Linked DNA regions of Danio rerio: region 2 is linked to region 1. A link is a contact called in public Hi-C data. All regions are on one chromosome and are shown on one strand. The core of a region is the stretch at or near the end of the contact, and the rest is flanking DNA. Distances in the headings are between cores, read along the strand shown.

Region 1 (6,045 bases), core at 173-2,672:
GTTTTTAACAAACAAAGTCAACAGAGCAGAGCTAAAGGTCTTATAATGCAATTCATAACTGTAAATAAATAGAAAAAACTTAATCACAAAATATGAAACCTGTTAATTCTTATTACTTGAACATATTTTTTAAGTAGCTATTCTGTTGTTACTTGTGACGAACAAATATTTAGTTACTTCAAAAAGTTTTTAAAATAAGAATTGTTTTTTTGTAGTAACTGCAAAAGATATCAAACGAATTAGTCGTATTATATATTTAAAATGTATGATGCACAATGATTAAGTTCTAGAATAAAACTATAACCTAGCTAATAATTATTAGTATACAAAAATTAAAAACTAGCATATATTTTATAGTTATTATGTATCCAATTAACTAGTATAATACAAGTGCACAATGATTAAATACTAGCGACAAATAAAAGGTAGCAGGCTATTATATAATATATGGTGGTATATTAAAAATGTAGTAGTATTCAGGAATAAGAACTGGTTTCTAAAGAATATTTTATCTTGTAGATAACATCTAGCATAGTTACAGTGCTCAGCCTATATAAGTAGACCCCTTTTAAATCTATCTTTTAAATGCATATTTTCAAAAGGAAGCTATACAATATTATATTTGTGCATATACATCAGATTAGCCAGTACTGAAGCCAAATCTGGAGCTTATTCAACAAAATAATTTACAATAACGGTCCAAAATTAAGTACACGCAAACTTATATGTTATAGAAAAATGTTAAATACAAATTTGTATGATCTTTCAATTTCTAAATATGCTTGGTGACTAAAATGTTGTTTTAGTGAATATATCTGTTTAATAAATCTGTTTTGTTTAAATGCACCAAAATGCATATATTCACTGGGAAATGGATAAAAATATTCATTTTCAAAACGGGGTGTACTTATTTATGCAGTGCTCTGTATAACGTTATTGAAAAGGTACTGTATAGGTAACTCTAAAGTAAGAATCTAAAGAATAAAACACTGTAAGAACATGATATGTAGCTAGGCCTTACTTTACTAGTACCACTTCATGGAAAGGACAACTGTATCTAAAAAAGAAAGTACTAGTAGCATGAAAACATAAGTAGGCTATGTTTTTTTTATTTAATGTTGAAACGGTCTACCATAGCGAGGAAGTCATGCAAAATCTCAAGGGTCAAGAAATACGCTCTCACCACATCTTTCGGGCATGTCTCAGCCTCTTTTTTGACTTTTTTCCCCATCTAGAAGACGAACACTGCAAGCTACATGCCAAAAGGTACAATGTATCAGAAACGAAGAAAGAATATCTTCCAACAAGATGAGAACAATAAAAAATAATATAAATTGTTTAACGTTAAGCACTTCTACAAAATGTACGTTACCTGTGCTTCTCCGACAGTGTGTGTCTGTTTAGCCTGCTGCTGTTGCTAGGTGACATGTTTAATTTCCCGTGTCACCTGTAGGTGGGGCAAGAATCACTTGATTCATACTTTGCCATGTATTTATTTGCCTATTAGTTTAAAATATGCCGGTCATGGACCGTTAGGTGGCTCTGACGTTAATACTTTATTAAATTGTACACAATTAAATTATTGAAGGGACGAGAAAGCATGAAAAAATGGTCATAATAAAATAACATGTTTTATTATTTTTTTTGGTTTATAATATCAGCCTATTGAACATCAAATATGCAATAATATATTGTTTCCATGTGATATATCAGCCATTTCAGTTACTTATTTGATGTTCTAAAATAGTCTTAAAGTTTTAGACTATATTTGTGGATTAGCCTATATTAGCTAATAGCCTTAAGTCAGTTAATCTGTCTTTCCATTTATATTTAACCATGAATAGTGGTTTTGATGTTATCATTAAATCAATTATAAACTAAAAACATTATTACACGAGGAATATCAAACGACAGAAGTTTTATAGGGCATCGGTCTGTGTAAATCAGTGCCACCTTTATAAAACAAGCAATTTTATATTCGTTCTTTGTGACATATCCCTCTATTTAATGTCTTGTTTGTGCATCTAGATTGTTTTAGTGCAATTTAAATGTTATTTACTTATTTAATTTTTTTATTTTTTATAAAATGTTTCTGATGAACTGTTATGTGTTCAGACTGATTTATTAAATAGATTAAATGATACACAAAATAATGAAATTAACATAATATGGAGAAATTCTAAAACCAAAATCAATAATCAATCTCAAATGTACTTGATCTGTAAACTTCTTAGAGAAGCAGCAGTCAGTGGAGGAGCCCCGGACGCTCTGGATGAGGATCATGCCCAGGCTCGTGGACAACAGCAGCTTTTCCTCGTTTTCCTCCCACTCCATAACATGGCTGGAATGAGGAGCATGTTCAGCAGTGGGTGATCCAGGCGGGGTGGAACAGGGAGCGCCACAGTAATTTGTGCTGTAAAACTGGAGAACACATAGAGACACCATAAATTAAGGCCAGGGGTTTTCAACCTTCTAGATGTTATGGACCCCCGAATATGAAAATCCAAGTTTTATTATTAACTTCAATTTTATATGTATATTTAAAAAATCTGATTATTCCTAATATTATTATTTTTTGCATTATTATTGATCTATAATTAATATATATAATATGTTAATCGATTATGTAAATCTTATTTAGGCGTACTTGATCATTTATTTTATACAAAAGTATGTATTCATCTTAATAACATTTCTATTTTTCTTCTATCCTATTAAATTGAAATTTTCTTAATTATTATTTTTATTTTTATTAGTTGACATTTTTATAATTGTTCGCTAAACAGGGACGCTTATCTAAGTATGTTTTAAATTAATCTATCTGCCATTGTTCTTTTAAACAAGAAATGTTGCTATTTTTAATCAATTGCAGACATTTAGATAATTTTTATTATGTGTTATTTCAAATGTGTGTGTGTCAGTGTGTGTATGTGCGCGCGCGCTCGTGTGTGTAGCTGTCAGTCCGTCAGTTGGGCAGTGCGGATGAGCCGGATACACCAACTTCTAGCAATATCACAGACAAAATTCACACCGATTTTGGACTCGGACACCTTCCACTCTCGGAATACTGGCTTCGTCTAAAAATAAACACCTTTTCGGGGCAGACAAGCGGCAGAGAAAGAAAGTGGGAGTGGGATTTTGCTTGAGACATATTTGAAGGGTTGTAGGCTTAGCCTGACTGGGGCGAGCTAGCATGCTAATGGAGCAGCGCCGCAGTGGATGCCTCTCCACCCGCTGTTTTTTCCTCAAATTACACTGACGCCGTTCAGATTACATTTTTTATTTGTTTCCAGCTGGTTCCGTCAGTATTTCTTCTAATTTACCCTAAACGGGGTGTTAAGAGGGGCTGGCTTGGGAGGCTAACGATTTAGCAAGTAAGGAAGGCTTACTGATGAAGTCTTAAGGGGATTTTGCTTTTTACGCTTGAGAACTTACAAATAACACCGCGTTTTGCTCTTAACTTTCATGTTATATGTAACGGCAGACTGTTTTAGCGCATTTGGCGAGTTATTCTTCTGTCTAGAGAGCTAATAGTTGAGTTGGTACAGCTAGCTGGCTGCGGTTAGCTAACTGAACGTTATGCCAAATTATATTTTACTAAGAGACAGTTAGGACACCACTAGCTTAATTAAAGCACTTGTCACTGTGTGATAGTTAATTTATTGTTATACAACAAACAATGGCCTCGGCTAGTAACACTGTCTCATCGTTTGCGAGCAAAACAAAAACGAAGAAGAAACACTTCGTGGCTCAGAAAGTGAAGCTGTTTCGTGCCAGCGACCCTCTGCTCAGTGTTCTCATGTGGGGAATTAACCATTCGGTGAGTGAAATCTGCAGCCTTTTCCTTTGTGTTTGTGTCCGTTATTGATCAGCGCATTACAATTAAGAGGCAAAGAGAACTTTAGGGTGTCTTTCAACCCGCAGTTGGCACCTTCTGTTTGGTACATGGTCTTCATGATCATCAGAGGGCTGCTTTGATTCTTTTATGTTGCTTAACCATCAGTTTAATGCATAACATTTTAATTTGCTCCGTAAAACAGTTGCATATCCTTATGTGGTTATAGGAAGTTCAATGGTTGTAAAACAATTGCAAAAATGAGGTTTAATTATTAATTTATTAATCTCCAGCGATCTATGATGATTTATATTTATTTTTAAGTAAAACAATAAAGAAGATTGCAAGTTAACATATACTGCCATTTTTAGAGTTTTTATATATATATATATATATATATATATATATATATATATATATATATATATATATATATATATATATATATATATATATGCAAAACAAGATTAATTCCTCATAGTGCATGAAGTACTTAGGAAGTGAAACTGTTGGTCTGTGCAAAAAACCAAACATTAATTTTTATGTTATTAACTTTTATTAATATTTTGCAAAGTGTGTTCGAAACTGTCACACAATGATGTGTGTGTGTGTTTGTGCTCAAACTCACACCTGAGGTTGCATTGTTTGTTTATATCTTATATACTGTAGGTTGCAGCCTGCAGCATAAGTACATCAACCTATTTGATGAACAATACAACACATCCATCCTGAATAGCTGTTGTAAATAAACTGTTGTAAACTCCTGTGCAAATTTGTGCCTGCACATACATGATGTATGTGATGATGGATATACGCTAAGAAGTTTATTCTCTAGATTGTCGTGAGTCAGGACTGTTTTCTAAAACTGAATAAAGGTTAATGTTGCAAGTAATGTTTAGTTTCTTGCACAGAGCCAATTTATTATAGTGAGCCACAAGTGTTGTATATTCCTTTTTTTACTTTCAACTATTGACTTAATTTTTAAGGATCACCCCAGTTTAGCTAAAATGTTTGTTAAATGTTTTTCTAAAGAAAAAAAAAAGTCCTGTACATCTTGTATGGCCTGGGGGTGAGTAAATTAACAGCAACATTTCAAATTTAGATGATATATCCCTTAAGGCTGTAAAGTTGTAAGCCTTCATATTTGGTATGTAAGGAATCTCATTTGTAAGGTTTCTATGTCCTTTTACGTGCATGCAAAGACGTTGCAAAATAATATCTGTATCAGTAGTGGAGTTGTGGGTGAGTAATCATTTCCTGTTGGAAGTTTTGGTTGCAAGATGATAAGCTGAAGCAAGACTCATCTCAGCTGCTACTGACTCTTCTACTAGTTGCAACATTTAGCTGTCGTTAAAGGAAAAAACAACTTTGCTAATGTATTTGTTTTTGGGTATATACAGTTTTAAATGATTATATTAGTCGAGGTGATGCATAGCAGTATTTAGTCTTTACAGAAATCAGCAACATTCTGATAGTCCATATACTTTTAATGTGACATGCGGTTGCCCCCTCCAGCTGTTTCTGATGTTGCTCTGAATGAGCTGTCACAAACCAATCATACTGCATTCTTTTAGGGTTCAACACAAAGCTTTTTTTTTAAATGTCATTCTTTATTGTTGCATCTTGTTTTCAGTTTTGTACTTTTTCTACACTGTCTGGTGACATTTTCCGAATGTTTAGATGTCTGAGACATTAAATTTATTTATTTTCCAGTCACACATACCACCCTTAAGGGTCATTTTCTGCTTTATTTGTATATTTACAGAGGATAAATGTAGCCTACATGGATGGTTGACATTTAAGAAAATGTTCCAACAGACAAGGCATGAAAATAACATGGCTATTTGTATTATACTTAAAGCCTCTTGTAAAAGCCTTACCTGCCTGTCACAAGAAAAAAGAAAACATATAGGAAAGTAAGGGTAAAATTCTTCATCATCCTTCTGTGTACAGGTATGTAAAATAAAATATTTGCATTCTTGAAAATACAACATTTGATTTTATAATTAATTATTTTCTGTCGGATGGGTAAAATCTAGTGATTTTACTACAGTGTTATATCATATTAGTCTTTTAATATGTCAGCAAGTAATGTATGTAAACTATAGTTTAATTGAATGCCATCGGTTTTCGTGGTTTAAAAAATAATGCTGAAAGTTTTGTAGCGACTTCTTCTGCATTTTATGACCTATTTAAATGGATTATCAAAA
Region 2 (6,070 bases), core at 3,177-5,676, 190 kb after region 1:
ATATATATATATATATATATATATATATATATATATATATATATATATATATATATATATATATATATATATAACCATATGTCGTGCCAATTAAATCAGGGGTTTATTTTTGACAAAAAAACATCCCTATTCGAGGAAATTAAATGTGCACTGACCGAACAAATAGGTTACGTACTTGTTTATATTAATAGAGATGACCAACAATGTTGGTAAAGTAAATTTCTGTTGCCCCAAAGAAAAAAGGACTTTGCTATTGTAAGCCTGTTTATTCTAACAAACAACCGAGATTGTTTATCTTTACATTTGATAACTTGTGCTTATTTTCAACGCCCATTTTGCATGATTTCCTTCTTGAACAAAATAACGAAACTTCCTTCTCGTGTGTCTTAAAGGAGACGTACCACTAAACCTCTCCTCCCACACCTAAATGCAGCCAAGTAACTTTTTCGACAGTTTGGTTTTGTGCTATTAAAACAGAATAAACAAAACATTAGGCTATAACAGGACGTGTTATCTGTCCATCGGTGTTATTCCGGAAATATAATTTAACCCCCAAAATGTTGACTTTGTAATGTTTGCAAGACCACGTAACAATTTGGATACTGCAAAAAGATATACAACATGGTTTATATGTGTATATGGGTGTTCTTGGTTTATTTTGACATAATTTAAAAGAAAAAAATATATATGTAAATGTAATTAACCTAAAAATAAATTAAATAATGCGTAGCATTAAAAACTAGATTGGTAAACTTTATGCGCCAAGACACTTAAATCAGTACGAAATTTCAGAATATTTTATTTATTGGCTTTTTAGAAATTTCTTATCTGAATAATTTTAATATATAATTCACTTCTTGTTATTTTTTATTGCCTGATTATTTAGTTATTACATTTGTTTAATTTCTGTTGAACACTTTACGTAAATAATACTTATTACAGTAATATAACTAAATTCATATTCACACTTAAAACATAGTCTGAGAATTAATTAAATTAATGTAATTCAGATTAAATCTATTGTCATACTACTCAGAATCAGAAACACAGCAGTTGTAACACATTTAGGTTTAATTTATAAGATACACTCGTGCCCAATAAGAACATGTGTTAGTGTCAGCTGAAGTTTCAAATAGAAAACCCTTCATGCTGTGTATAAACGGGCCTAACACATTCTCATTTGATTCATTATATTCCATTAGTTCCTTGAAATATGCAAATAAATTAATCTGTGACCTTTGTCACAAATAATGTTACTGACGTTAGTAATTTAATTATGTCGCTTTAGACGATTGTTTGGACCGTATTTAAACGACATCTGCAAACATCTTTTTATGTCGGAAAAAGTTTATGGGGATTTAATGCAAATCATATGGATAAATATTTTCCTCGATTAAGTTCATCGCATAAATGATTGTATACGCAACATGCATGCAGCCTAACTTTATAAATGTCTCTGTTAGCAATGGTTAAATATGCTTTAATTTAACCCTAAACCATAGAGGAAACGCATTTTAGGAAAGCAAAGAAATAAATATACAGCACAAAAAGGGTTAAATTGTTATTTATTTATTTTGTTTATTGTCATCTTGTTATCTCGAATGTTTTGTTGATTTGGCTTATATTAAAACAGTCTAGGCTACCTATTTTTCAAGTTATCCAATTTCACGAATTTATTACATTTTTATGACGACGTAAAATAAATTTTAAACATTTTAATACATTTAATTTGTTTTTATACAGCATAATTTATTAAATGGATTAGCTTTTCTATATGCAATCATAGCCCTTCAATTTCAAATAAATGTTGTTGGAGCTTTAGTTTTAGCAACACTATTTGATTTTAAAAAGATACACTTTCCTTTTACATTTTCACCATAGTTTTTTTTTATTTCGCCACAATGCTGAATTAAATTACTCGTTACACATGCTTTGGTATAGGTTCCTCTAATGACCTAGATCTTCTGTAAACATAAAAACAATCATTAAGCAATATTTTCCTTTCTTTAAAAAAACACTACAATGGGCTTATGACTTCCTCCCCTATATAATAAAAAAACTTCAGCAGCGCAAAAGGTTAATTTAAACTTAGTTTCCCTCTATTAGCATAAACATTCTTCTAAGCATTTGCTGCTGAAGAGCCTCCAAGCAACAGCTGGCTGTTTGGCTTCAATTTTTTAATAAATCACCAAAAGTCCACGTCACATCCATTTTGTTGAACAACCTCTTGTCTCGGGTATTACCCAAAATGGCCGCTGTTCTGTTTGAGGGTTCACCAAAAATAATTCTTCAGTTTGGTAAAGTTGGGTTATTTCATGTCACAGTTTGTTACTTCTTCAAGTAAACAATTAATTATTCTAAAACCGATTCATCTTGTCTTTTGTATCTGCATTCTTCTATGTGTGGATTTTGAGAAAGTTCCTCTGAAGTTACAAGGTCGACAGCTATTTATATTGCTGCTGTCTATATTTAAAACAGTGTTAAGTTCCCATTTTGACATAAGTAAGGGCAATTACATTAAGACCACTTTATTTTCCTTTAACATTTGGTGTGGCAATGTTTTCTTATTCTAAAATCTAGCAAGTGTCCTTTAGATATTCTATGCAAATATGCAAGATTTCCGATTGAGAGTGTTTTCCGTGTACCCCCAAGGTGCGATGTTAAAAAACTTAATTAAAACAGAGTAAATTAAACGATAAATCGCTCAATAAATAAACGAATAAATGAAATAATGAACACCGGTAACATAACCTGCATAACTGCAAGTTATTAATGACCATTAGTTTTATTTTAACTTTAAGTGTTTGAAAAATATATACCCTATATATAATAAATGCTATTTTACATAATACAACGTTTGCCTAAATAAATAAATTGCATTCGAATACACACACACACACACACACACACACACACACACACACACACACACACACACACACACACACACACAAATAAATAAATAAAAACATTTAATTGAGGGTAAATAACTAACTCATAAAGAACTTGTGTTCTTTGCTGGCAAAAGAAATAAAACAACAGTATCCCACTTTCCTTGATTAAACAACAGATAAGTCAAATTCATTTAAGACAAAATTAGTTCACAGATAGTTGTGGAAGAGCTTAATGACTCGTCATAATGACCCGAGACTTTTCATAAGGTTCTTGGTAATGACCACAAGCCCACAGGCATAAATAAATAAGCGCCAATATAAATATATATGGCAAGTTCATGAATCCACGTTGAATACAAGAGATACTTTTGACATTAGTTTTTATCTATCATCATGTCAGAACAAATACTCTTTTTAAACTCTGACATTTGCAGTTGTCCCCGATTTTTTTTTCTACATAAAATGTATACAGGCGTTTTGTGTCATCTGTAAAATGTGTCATCTATATAATGTTTGTTCTTTATCGTACTTGATTTTAAAATATTTGCTTTAGAAATTTTGTGGGTTTTTGTGGGGCTTTCTAGTTGCGCCTATAATCTTATATACTATTGTCTGTTTTCTGTTCAGCTTTGGAAATTTGGTAATAATTATAGCAACTACACAGATCCAAGTCAGAGGCAAAATTCAATTTAAAACCAGGTCTCATACGAGAAATCTGAATTTTTCTAGATTTCCCCAATTAAAAAAAAAACGCCGAAATTACTGTATAAAAAATAACTGAAAAGTTATTTGACATTACATTTTTGTACTTAGCATCGAAACTCTTCTAATGTCTTTATTGCGATTAAAAAAATGTTAGCGTTAACAATGTTTCTTAAATATCTCATGCATTGTTTCTCTCGGGAGAAGAGCAAAGAACATGCATAATTTTATTCTTTTATTTTATTTTTAGAATCAATGTTGAAGAATCCTTAACATCATTGAAACCTTTCAATTCCCCACAAGGTTCTTAAAAGTAATTTTTATTATTAACATTTAATAAATGCATATTTTAAGGTTGTTTGGGCAACCAAAAATGGTAGTCTGAAGACACATATCTACATATTATATGTCGCAAAATATGTTTAAAATTATTTAATTTGTAAATACAAGGAAGTTAAAGAAGAACCAAACTTGCCACCACCACATCACTAATATAGACTTTAAAGAATCGTCTTAAGATGGTTAAGATTGGTTTTAATATAATCTAAACTATTAAATTGGTTTGTGCAGTATTACGGACGCGTCTCTTATCAACATACGTAATAGTTTTTTTTTTATATGCTGCTTTGCCTATCTGGAAGCACAGAAATCCGGCATAGTCTTTGACAAACCAATAGTTTATTTTTATTTATATTTTATTTTTTCTCGCTTAGGACAATAACAGAATTGCGCAATAACAGAATGATGCGCAGCAAGTGCATGGATGTGTCAGTAGTACTCTGTCCCTGTTCCCCGACAATTCAAGCCCTGAGATCAGCTGACGCGCTCATGTGACCAAGGCTAGCGAGTTTGCTCAAAATGGAGTTGTCGGAATCAGTGATGAAAGGGCTTCAAATCCTAGCCGATTCAAACGTGATCGACCTGAAGTCGTATGCGATATTCACAGAGGTCGCCTTCAACAGTCTGGTCTCGCCTCGAAGCGAAAGCGCTCTGGGTAAGATGGTTGAGGTTTTTTCTTTGTGCAGCACTACTTCCGGTGCTTTCCAGACAAGAAGGAAGTCGCTGCGTTGTGTTACTGATGTTATTTTCTTGGGCTTGACATGTTATATGTTGCAGAGCCCAATAACTGGCATAGGCTGACGGACTTTAATCGTCATGCTTTGACTTGGCGTTTGCCTACTGTGCTTACAAAGTGCAGTGTACATTAGTTGACCGCTTAGCCGCATTAGCTAAGCCGTAGTGTGATTAACAACATCATTCTTTTTAAATGTAAAGGAATGAGTCCATATATATTTAACATATGCTTGATTATACCCAAACACATGTAGTATGCTAACATTCATGTATTTGTAGATTTAAAATTTTGTAATCTAATCTGCGCTGGTTATCAGCTAAACAGGTTTTCTATTTCGCTTACATACTCTCTCTGTATAGAAAGTGATTATCTGGCTTGACCGATAATTTAACATTTGTTATGAAAAGGCATTAGCTTAGCGTGTAAGGTTTAAAACAACGCTCTCTCTCTCTCTCTCTCTCTCTCTCTCTCTCTCTCTCTCTCTCTCTCTCTCTCTCTCTCTCTCTCTCTCTCTCTCTCTCTCTCTCTCTCTCTCTCTCTCTCTCTCACACACACACACACGTTCAAGCTTCTGTTTAGACCATTTTTTCTTCAACTTCAGGTCATCCAGAATTGAAACACATCGATCAGTCAACTCTGAACCACTGTCACACCGCGGCAACAACGTTCATTCTTGAGGGAGTTAAGCAAAATGCGGATAAATCGACAATTAGGTAACATATTCTAAAGATCATTTCCAACCCCTATCCGCTTGTGTTCTAAATTCTGAAAATACCGTGTGTTCTTCTAGCTCATGTCTTGAAGACCTGGGGTTTCAGACTGAAAGAGTGGACATATTTTATACTTCATTCCAAGTAGGCTAACGTTTGGTCTCCCAATATTTTTAAAAGAACAGTTGAATTACAGTAAGGTGAATATCTCTCTTCTATATATCTTCTAGAAAAACAAACAAAATGTGGAGTCTTTGTTGTCAAGGTGAGGCATGTGTATTATTATTTTTTTTTTGAAAGGCATAAAAAAATCACTTTTATCTAATTCAATGAAATATTTCCGCAGTGATACTTTATTTATTTTTTTTACTTGCTCCTCAGCATTGACATATGCCCTCCCCATATAACTGATGCTGCATGGCGTCTTGAATATTGTATAAAGGTATGTTGTTTCTTTAAGTTGTCCATCATTTACAATACTTCCATAATATCTCATGACCATTTTTTCTCTCCACAGAATAGTCATGTACATAAAGTCAATCAGCCGTCATACCTGATTTCCTTAAACACTGAGGTATGTAATTCCATAAAGCCTACATGCATTCACTGTACTTTCCAGTAATGGTTATTTTCACTTTGGATGTACTCTGGTTGCTTTTGCAGAGCGGTGGCTGTTCGTCGAAAATTAA

The links. Hi-C and Micro-C count contacts between places; a contact is called where the count stands out from the background.
Region 2: a Hi-C map of hematopoietic stem cells shows a contact between it and region 1, with 3 times the contacts expected there. The contact joins the promoter of commd3 here to the promoter of armc3 in region 1. A contact is called at or near these places in 2 of 18 Hi-C or Micro-C datasets (caudal fin and hematopoietic stem cells).

What each region holds. Positions count from the first base shown.
Region 1 is chr24:20,935,550-20,941,594 of GRCz12tu, forward strand. It overlaps armc3 (armadillo repeat containing 3), which reads right to left and starts at 1,423. Exons shown (of 18, transcript XM_683526.9): 1 at 1,373-1,423; 2 at 1,184-1,252. The coding sequence starts at 1,231. pip4k2aa (phosphatidylinositol-5-phosphate 4-kinase, type II, alpha a) reads left to right here and starts at 3,486. Exons shown (of 10, transcript NM_001128702.1): 1 at 3,486-3,820. The coding sequence starts at 3,680.
Region 2 is chr24:21,122,395-21,128,464 of GRCz12tu, forward strand. commd3 (COMM domain containing 3) reads left to right here and starts at 4,427. Exons shown (of 8, transcript NM_001008734.2): 1 at 4,427-4,590; 2 at 5,273-5,384; 3 at 5,462-5,525; 4 at 5,612-5,646; 5 at 5,763-5,823; 6 at 5,899-5,955; 7 at 6,045-6,070. The coding sequence starts at 4,455. It also overlaps a transcript of bmi1a not described here.